2 separate regions of the Sus scrofa genome follow, and region 1 is linked to region 2. The links are chromatin contacts, called in public promoter capture Hi-C maps. All regions are on one chromosome and are shown on one strand. Each heading gives the region's core, a stretch centred on a gene start, on an enhancer-like site or on the middle of the called end of the contact. The rest is flanking DNA. Distances are from core to core; before and after follow the strand shown. Region 1 holds the start of SMTN (smoothelin). Region 2 holds the start of PES1 (pescadillo ribosomal biogenesis factor 1).

Region 1 (4,554 bases), core at 1,228-3,727, 380 kb after region 2:
ACTCAGAGACTGGAGCAAAATATTACCCTTGGCCCCTGAGCTGCTACAGCCACTCCCCACTCTGCCAGTCCAGAGTTGGACCTGGAGAAATCTAGACCTTTCTATTATAGCCCCTTGCCTTGGGAGGGCCTGAAGTGAAGAACTCCGAGCCCCTCATTTTATAGATGGACAGACTGAGGCCCAGGCCTCCTCAGTGCCCATAAGACATGCTCACTCTGTTCATTTGGTATTCAGGGAGTTTCACAGATGGGAGGACTTCCATCCCCACTTCCTGTTCCATCCATAGCCCATCTCCTCTCCTTTGCCCACTTACAAACCTCCCAGCCTTTACTCACACTGTTCCTCTGCCACAAAAACCCTTTCATGTCTTTCCCCCTCTTCTCTGTGGGATGGCTTTCTTTGCACCCTTCCTCAAGGACCAGTTTGCTTATCACTTCCTCTAAGAAGTCTTCCAGGATTCCCTCCATCCTAGAAGCAGCAAGGTGGAGGAAAGGGGCTTTGGCATGGGGCAAAATTCCACTCACGTTTTAATGCCATTACCAGCCCAGGTGCCTTCACCTCCCTGAGCCTCAGCTTCCTCCTCTGGAGAATCTGGGTGATACTTATCTTTCACAGTGTCAATCTGCAATGGGGCAAACCCCGAGTCGGACTTGCAACAGGTGCTCAGTAAACACCAGGACTGTCCTCACAGGATGTTTGTTCCTTCCTGTGATGTGGCTGCAAGCTTCTCCGGCACCTTTGATCTTTGTTTCACCACCATCCCACCCTGCCCCTTTCAGATAGGAGGGGAAGGCCAAAAGGTATGGAGTAGGACCCCAGCCCTGAGGGCTTGACAGAGGGACGGGACCCATGCTTATCTTCAGTACCACCAAGAACCAGTATGTGCTAGTCCCAAGCAGAGTCCTGCGCAGTTCCCCTCCAGCTGTATGGGGGTGGGAGGGAGTGCAGAGCTAGCCAAAGCAGGCCATTCATTGGAGCCATCAGCTGCCACTCAGGTGGCCTAAGTGTGCCCAGCCCCAAGGGGCCATTCAGATGGCCCGCTAGGTTTGAACAGGACCAAGCTGGCTTTGGAAGGCACTGACTCTCCTTCTGGAGAATAGGATGGTATCTAGGTCAAGTAGAGAGGGCCCAGATGGGGTCTGCCCAGAGGAAGGGGACCTTGAACTACAGCTCCTAAATTGGGCTCTGTTTGCTCTTCCTCCTGTGTGACCTTAAGAAGTCTCTTCCCTTGCTTCACCATGGTTTTCTCATGTGTAAAACAGGACTACCTCCAGGACGCAGGGATGAAATAAGATATCACCCTTAAAAGAGTCTCAGGGTGGATACTGGCCCTCCCCCTGGATGGTGGTGAGGTGAGGTGGTGAGTGATCACAGAGAATCTGGACACAGGGTTGAGGGGCTCTGCTGGGGCAACATCCTGAAACGACTTCCTCCACAATCCCACATCATAAAGGTTAAAAGCACAGATTCTAAAATGAAAGGTGCTGGTATAAGTCACAGTTCCACAACCTATTAGTTGTTGTCCTTAACTGTTAAACGGGACAGTTGATAATCCATATATGTGTGTGTACACACCTGGAACATGGCAAGTATGAAATAAATTAGTTGATACTATTACTGTTATTATTTGATAGACAGGACTCCCAGGTTCCAACTCCCTTTGGTTTCCATGGACACCTGTGGGACGTGCCCTGACCTCTAGCACGGAGAATGAAGTGGTTTCCCCAGTGGATCTGAGCTCTTGGGTCCCCTGGCTGACTGCTTGTGCTGTCTTTGGCATGCTGCTCTCTCGGCCTCAATTTCCTCCATTTGTTGAATGAGATTCTGGACTCAATATTACCTATGTAAAACTCCAGCGAGGCAAGGGGCCAACCCCAAGGGTCTTGGAGGGGAGAAGCAGCAATGTAGTTGAGGTCAATGTCTGCTCATATTGTATGGTCTGGGGAAGGGGTGTTGTGTGGTTGATCCTGCTCCACTTGAGGTGGTCCCTGAGGTGCTCCAAAGAAGGGTCAAGTCCCTGATCTGAGAGGGTCCCGACCAGGTGTTCCAAAAGAAAACAGTCTAGGGACTGCGGCCAAGCCCTGCACTGACGCGAGGAGGAGGCGGAGTCAAGGGAGTGGACGGGGTCTCACGAACAAAGAGGAGGGCGGAGAGAGGCTGTCCTGAAGGCTCCGCAAATAGTACGATCCCAGACCACTTAACCCGGCTTTGGGTGCCCTCCCCGACTTTGGTTCAAAGCTGCGTCCTCCTGCCGACGCCCACCGGACCCGCCAAAACCGCGCTAGCAGTGTCCCCAAGACAGCAATCCTCTATAACTCAGGCCCTCGAGGGGCGGGCCCTCACTAGGGGCGTGACCGTCAAAATTGAATCTTTCCAATGGGGCAAGAGGGTGGGCGGGACCCTCCCGATGATTGGCTAGCGCTGCGGCGCGGGGCGGGGCCGGCAGGGCTGCTGGCGCGGCTGGACGGGCGGCGCTTGCAGAATCCCAGGGACGGTTGCTGAGCGGGTCTGGGATCCCGGTCGCGGCGCCTTCCGCCTGACCGCTCCTAGTCCATCTGTTGGATACCAAAAGACCTAACCTGAGCCCGCGCCGGACGGGCGGGCCGGGCTGAGAGGTGAGTGTACGGACCTTCGGGCAGGACCAAGACCCCCGCCAGGTCCGGGGGTGGAACCTGGATATGTGGATTCCCGGGGTTCTGGGACTCCCAGACCTGGGAGACCCCGCTTACACACGGGGTCTCTAAGCCATGGAATAAGGTTCTGAGACCGCGGGGAAGGACGTCCATGGGCCACCAGAAGGCTCCACGACCCCGAGGGGTGCAAGTCTTGGGGCCAGAAACCCTGGGGAAGCGCCCACATTCCCCCAAGTCTCCTCACAATCTTCGGGAACCCCATACTGGGACAGGGAGCCCTGGAACTGGAAAGGAACAGCGACAGGAATCCCTGGCGAGGAAGGGACTTCCTTGGGAGTCCTAGATTATGCATTAGGGACCCCTGCCCCTCAGAAGACTTAAGGGAACTCAAAGTGTCCACAGAACCTAAGCCAGGTGATTGCAGAGTGACGCTCTTGGGAGTTTACACCAGAGTAGGTAGAGAAGAGTTAAGGACCCCAGCAGAGGGAGGCTGCCACCTGTCCTAGCCCACAGGGATGGGAAAAGCAAGCAGTGACTTGAACAGGTAGGGTCTGATGAACCCCAACTGTGTGTACCAGGACCCCCCAAACCCGTTCACCGGATGAAGTGACTCGACCAGTGACTGTGACTGTTCTGGGGAGGGGGAAGAGATGACTGAGGGATGAATCAACAGGAACAGGGGCAATCCTGGGGCCATTTCAGTCACCATACATTAACTGAGCACCTACCATGTGTGTCAGGCTATGAGCTCTCAAATTCCAGAAAGACATTAGCGCTGCGGGAGGAAGGAAAGTGCTGCAGTGGGAGGGTGGGCCAGGATTTAGGGGGCCGTTTTGATAGGCAGTGGTAGGGCAAAAGGGAGTGTCCGGAGCCCCTGAAGGTACTTTGGAAGAGGACTTCAGAAGCTAGAGGTGACCAAGATTAAATCCATTCCCTCTCCTCTGGGTTTTTGGGATCCTCCTTCCCCCATGACAATTCTCTGGCCCTCTCCAGTCCTGTTTGCCTCATCCAGGAGCTGGACGGATCAGTTTCTGAAGGCTCTTCCAGCCGGGGAACTGAATCCTAAGTGTGTGAACTGGCAGGAGCTAGGTTCCTGGACACCTGGCTTCATGAGGTCAGGGCAGTTGGCATCAGGAGGAGGGCAGGAAGGGGAGGAGTGGAAGGGGATGTGCACAGAGGGCCGTCCTCAAGAATTGGAAGACTGAGTGTTACCACCAATGGCTTAAGTTACCAGAGGGAATGAGAGTGGCAAAGGCTGCAAGGGCTCAGAAAGGCTTAGCCTATAGCCAGAGGCAGAGCTTTTGAGGTGAGTAGAGGCTGAGCAGGCCCTGGGGATGGGTGGCTGGGGTAGGAAGCTGTGGAGACTGGCAGGCACCCCCCTGGTGATAAGGACAGCTTGGGTAGTCCTTGTTGGGCCCTGGCTTCACAATCCAGGTCCCTACCCTCCCTCTTTGATGTTTAGACATGGCAAGGGCCAAGCTTAAGGCCACACAGCAGGCTAGCAGTGGAGTTGGCTGGGCCGGAACCAGAGATCCTTACTCTTGGTATGTTGAGTTTTCAGCACATTACCTTAGGGCAGAGGGCACCACCCACCAGGCGCCACATCACAGATAACAAGGATTGGACACTAATGGATGATCAGGGGTTAGAGGGAGAAACTGAGGCACAGAGCCCAAGTCCCTGTAGTTTCTAGAGGCCCCAGCAGGCCTGATTCATGTCTGTCCCCTGCAGAATTCCCTGAGCTGGTGTCAGGTGCCACAAGCACTGGGGAACTCACCAGGAGAGGACGGACGGAGCTAGGGGCCACCAAGATGGCGGACGAAACCTTAGCTGGGCTGGATGAGGGAGCCCTGCGGAAGCTGGTAAGTCGTCCCATCATCCCTATATGAGGACAGGCAAGCCAGGCCAGAGAGACAGGGCC
Region 2 (4,414 bases), core at 1,238-3,737:
GCAGTCCTATAAAGGGCCACAAATCACTGTAATATCTAAGACACCTCCCAACCAATTTTTGTTCCTTGGGGATGACACCATCTGGTTGAAAATGCACTTGAAGCCATAGAGCCTCTCTCCTTCCCCATTCATTCACTTATTCACTCATTCACAGACATTAAGACCTCTACTATGGGGAGTTCCCGTCGTGGCTCAGTGGTTAACGAATCTGACTAGGAACCATGAGGTTGCAGGTTTGATCCCTGGCCTTGCTCAATGGGTCAAGGATCTGGCATTGCCATGAGCTGTGGTGCAGGTTGCAGACGCGGCTCGGATCCTGCGTTGCTGTGCCTGTGGCATAGGCCGGCGGCTATAGCTCCGATTGGACCCTAGCCTGGGAACCTCCATATGCTGCGGGAGCAGCCCTAGAAAAGGAAAAAAAAAAACAAAAACAAAAAAATCAACAAACAAAACCCCAAAAAACCTCTACTATGTTCCAAGCATTTAGCTAGAGGTATGTGGGTAATAAAGTCAAATGGTCTATCTTCTACCTGCCCCCAAGAAGCATGATGCAACCATGTGGTTGTCTGTAATGCTGAGATGCTGCCTTATACTCACATCCCTGTAGCCCTGACAGAGCAACAGTGCACTGGGCCAGGTGCCCTGCAATGCAAAGCAAGAACATCTTTTCCAAATAAGCTCTTCCTCTGGACTAAGAGATCATAGGCCTTGATGGCCAGGTCCAGCTCTAAAGGGATAAACCCGTAGCCTCCTGAGGGGTACGTTTACGAATAACCCCAGAGTCACCAAACACACCCCGCATGCATTTTATTATTAATAAAGTTATCAATTGTTTATTGGGGATCAGGCCCATGCCAAGTCCCAGGGCAATACAAAGATGAGTTTCAGACTGTTTTAGGGAAGTTGCTTTTGTTAAAACTGTTTTCCATTACCCTATGCCACACTGTCACCATTCTTACCCTTTCAAACATTAAGAGGACACTCAAGGAGTTCCCATCATAGCTCAGTGGTTAACAAATCCAACTAGTAACCATGAGGTTGTGAGTTCGATCCCTGGCCTTGCTCAGTGGGTTACAGATCCAGTGTTGCTGTGAGCTGTGGTGCAGGTCACAGACACAGCTCAGATGCCACATTGCTATGCCTGTGGTATAGGTGGCAGCTGTAGCTCCAATTAGACCCCTAGCCTGGGAACCTCCATATGCCACAGGTGTGGCCCTAAAAAGACAAAAAAAAAAAAGAGAATACTCAAAGTTAACTGGGGTGACTTTACTCTCTGGGTGTATTGGGGGTGGATTCAGTATTTGGTGTTGTTGGGTACTACTGGCACCTAGTGGATGAACGGTCAGGAATGCTGCTGAACATCCTACAACACACTAGACAACCCTCCCCACAACAACACAACTAAGTTATGTGGCTCAAAATGTCAAAATGGTTGTGAAATCCCCACTTTAAAAACTGCCATGATTTGTTTACATATTTGCAACTGTTTCTCAAGATGAGATTTTCTCCCTCATATTTTTGTAGTTCCAATGGCTAGCACATAATGAGTGCTGGGTTAAAAACAAATCAGCATTGGAAACTTTCAAGATGAAGAAACATCATCCCCATCCTCATCCCCTCCTCTCCATGCCACCAATGTGATTTTCCATACAGCAACAAAAACAATTCTTTGAAAAATCGATGTCATTCCCCTTTTAGTTGATTCTTACTGCACAGCAAATAAAATCCAATCTCTTCACTGTGAATAACACGGTTTCTGTCCAACCCCAACTACATTAGATGCCATTCTTCCCTTGGTTTACTATACCCCAACTGTCCTGATATCCCTCCCATTCGGTACACACGGCAAGCCTTTTCTACCTAAGGGCCTTGGCACTTAGTTTCCTCTGTCAGGCTTGTTTGTGACCGTTTTCTTTGGTTATTTACTTTAGTGGCTACCTTCCCTACTAGAAAGTGAGCTTGGGAAATGTAGGGACTACATCTGGTTATGCCTCATCCCCAACGTCCAGAAAAAGGCCTGATTCAACAGAAAAGGGAGTAACAAGTTTTTAAAATGATAAACTCAACATAGTGATGAGCTCTGCGCTATGTTCATCACTTTTTCAGTAAACAGTTGTCCTCCGGTTCGGCCTGCTCTGGGATGCATCTTTACTTGGTAACCTCAGCTCTCTTTCACAGCTCTACTGCAGGCTTCTTTCCCGGATTTCACCGAACGAGTAATGCTGTCCTCGCCCATCCTCGGACCCTTTCTGGCTGCTGTCTTCTACCGCGTTGATCAGCCACCTCTGCACCCACAAGGGGCCAAGGCCGGGGAAAGGCGCAGTTCCCGGGCTATATCGCTCCCGTCTCCTACCTCCTGGGTCACCCCTGTGTCCCCACCCCTGCTTCTCGCACATCACCTTCTTCTTCTCCAGGCCGCCCATGGCTCCACGCTGAAAGGTCTACCAGTGCCGAGCGGACAGGTAGCGCCACTTCCTCCCGCATGTGCGCGGTACAGGGCCCCGAGGCCCTCCACGCCGCCTGCCTGTGAGGGCTGCCCAAGGAAGTGCCTGAGCAAGTCTAGGGAAAAAAGGGACTTTTCTCTTTTATATTTACAACTAAACTCCATGAAAAAAATCACTAAGACCGCTCTTCTGGATCTTTCCCATTTATTGCCTAATACAGACATATTTAATGTTTGATTGAAGGCGGATATTCAGGCATTTCTATAGTCATCCTGATGACGAACGCTTGCCGTTTCAGCCCCGTTGCATTTTGGGATGGAAGGCGGCGGAAGGCCTAGAGGCAGCGCAGCGCCTTCTGGGATGCATAGGGGAGTCTCTCTTCTGGGAGCAGCGGCAAGAATTGCGTTGTCATAGTAACAGTAGGCGTCGAAACTTGTCTTGCCTGAGAAGCCACCTCGGAGGTAAGTGGAGCGACTTTCGCTTCTCCTGTGGCCATTGGTTTTTCCTTTGGTTAGTTCGCTATTATCGGTGTAAATAAAGCAAAAGCAAACTTTTTCCTCTCAGAGGTAGAGAGACCCAAGAGGCCACTTAAACTTTCTGAGCCTTAGGAGAGAGTTGAAAAATGACGAAAGCACAGTTGGAACTGGTGCTATATTTTAAATGTACATTTAACATGTTTTAGTTTTTAATATGTATATACAAATTCCGTATTGTGTTCTTTAAAGGGTAATTACAAGATTTATACAAATATTCACACGAGTGTGATGTGGTCTGGGGAGTAGATGAAATTTGCAAAGTTAGATGTTTTCTTCCTTCAGGCCGCTAAACTCCATTTGGAGATTGCCTCAAAATTTTAAATTTGAAGAGTTCCCATTGTGGCGCAGCGGAAACGAATCCTAGTAGTATCCATGAGGATGCGGTTTCGATCCTGGACTCGCTCAGTGGGTCAGGGATCCAGCGTTGCGTCATGCTGTGGTGTAGGTCGCAGACCCGGCTCGGATCCTGCATTGCTGTGGCTGTGGTGTAGGCGGGCAGATGTGGCTCGATTCTTTCCCCAGCTGGGGAACTTCCATATGCAGCACATACAGCCCTAAAATGCAAAAAATAAAAAAATTAAAATTTGAGGCCCTTGTGAATGTGACCTGACCTAAAGTCATGGTCATTAACTCACCCTTTAGAGGTAAATACAGATATCAAGCACTGACCAATACTTGTTTTGAAAAATGTGTGTTTTATTATGTACTTTCCATGATAGCTAAAATAAAAACTTAATGATTCAGAGTTCCCTCTGGCGCATTGGGAGGCTGGGATGCAGGTTTGATCCCCAGCCCGTCATGGTGGGTTGAGGCTTCCGAGTCGCTGCAGTTGCAGCATAGGTCTCAACTGCAGCTTGGATCACTGATCCCTGGCCGGGAACTCCACAAACCATAGGGTGGCCAAAAAAAAAAAAAAAAAGAAAAGAAAAAAAGCCTAGTGCCTCTACAAACAACGAAAAATGAAATATAATGAAAAATGGGTAGGGGAAGGTGAGCTAGCAAAGACTTTGAAGGAACTTGACAGAGCGGTGTGAGGAAAAGCAGGGTCATGTGGTTCTCACAGCAAAAGACTAAGGTGTGTTTCAGAAAGGCTCTGAGAACAAAAGGAATGGGGCTGGCAAAGAGAAAGGAGAAAGAGACTGTCCAGGCCAGAGGCAAAAGTTTGGGGCATTTGGGAGCATGTAGGGTGTGACTGTGTAGGAGGAGAAGGATGGACCTGAGAGGACAGTAGTGGCTCGTTAATCAAAGGAACACAGGAGCAAGGCCACTGTCATGGGTGTGTGATCCTGGCAGTGGCCATGGCCCTGTGCTTGAGCCAACGCTGATTCTTAACAATATTTTAACAAGGCACCCTGCACTTGCAAATCATGTAGCTGGTCTACACAGGAAGGGCCTGTTTTGCTCACATTGATTTCGAGGGGGGGTCAGTGGAAA

Evidence for each region. Promoter capture Hi-C pulls out the DNA fragments that hold promoters and counts their contacts.
Region 1: a contact with region 2 is called in a promoter capture Hi-C map of fetal liver, with 1.9 times the contacts expected there. The contact joins the promoter of SMTN here to the promoter of PES1 in region 2. A contact is called at or near these places in 1 of 5 promoter capture datasets (fetal liver) and 1 of 2 datasets of contacts at active chromatin or transcription factors (alveolar macrophages).

Annotation. Positions count from the first base shown.
Region 1 is chr14:47,876,840-47,881,393 of Sscrofa11.1, forward strand. SMTN (smoothelin) reads left to right here and starts at 2,478. Exons shown (of 23, transcript NM_001244360.1): 1 at 2,478-2,615; 2 at 4,365-4,495. The coding sequence starts at 4,445.
Region 2 is chr14:47,493,496-47,497,909 of Sscrofa11.1, forward strand. It overlaps PES1 (pescadillo ribosomal biogenesis factor 1), which reads right to left and starts at 2,488. Exons shown (of 16, transcript NM_001244432.1): 1 at 2,400-2,488. The coding sequence starts at 2,423. TCN2 (transcobalamin 2) reads left to right here and starts at 2,750. Exons shown (of 11, transcript NM_001244436.1): 1 at 2,750-2,905.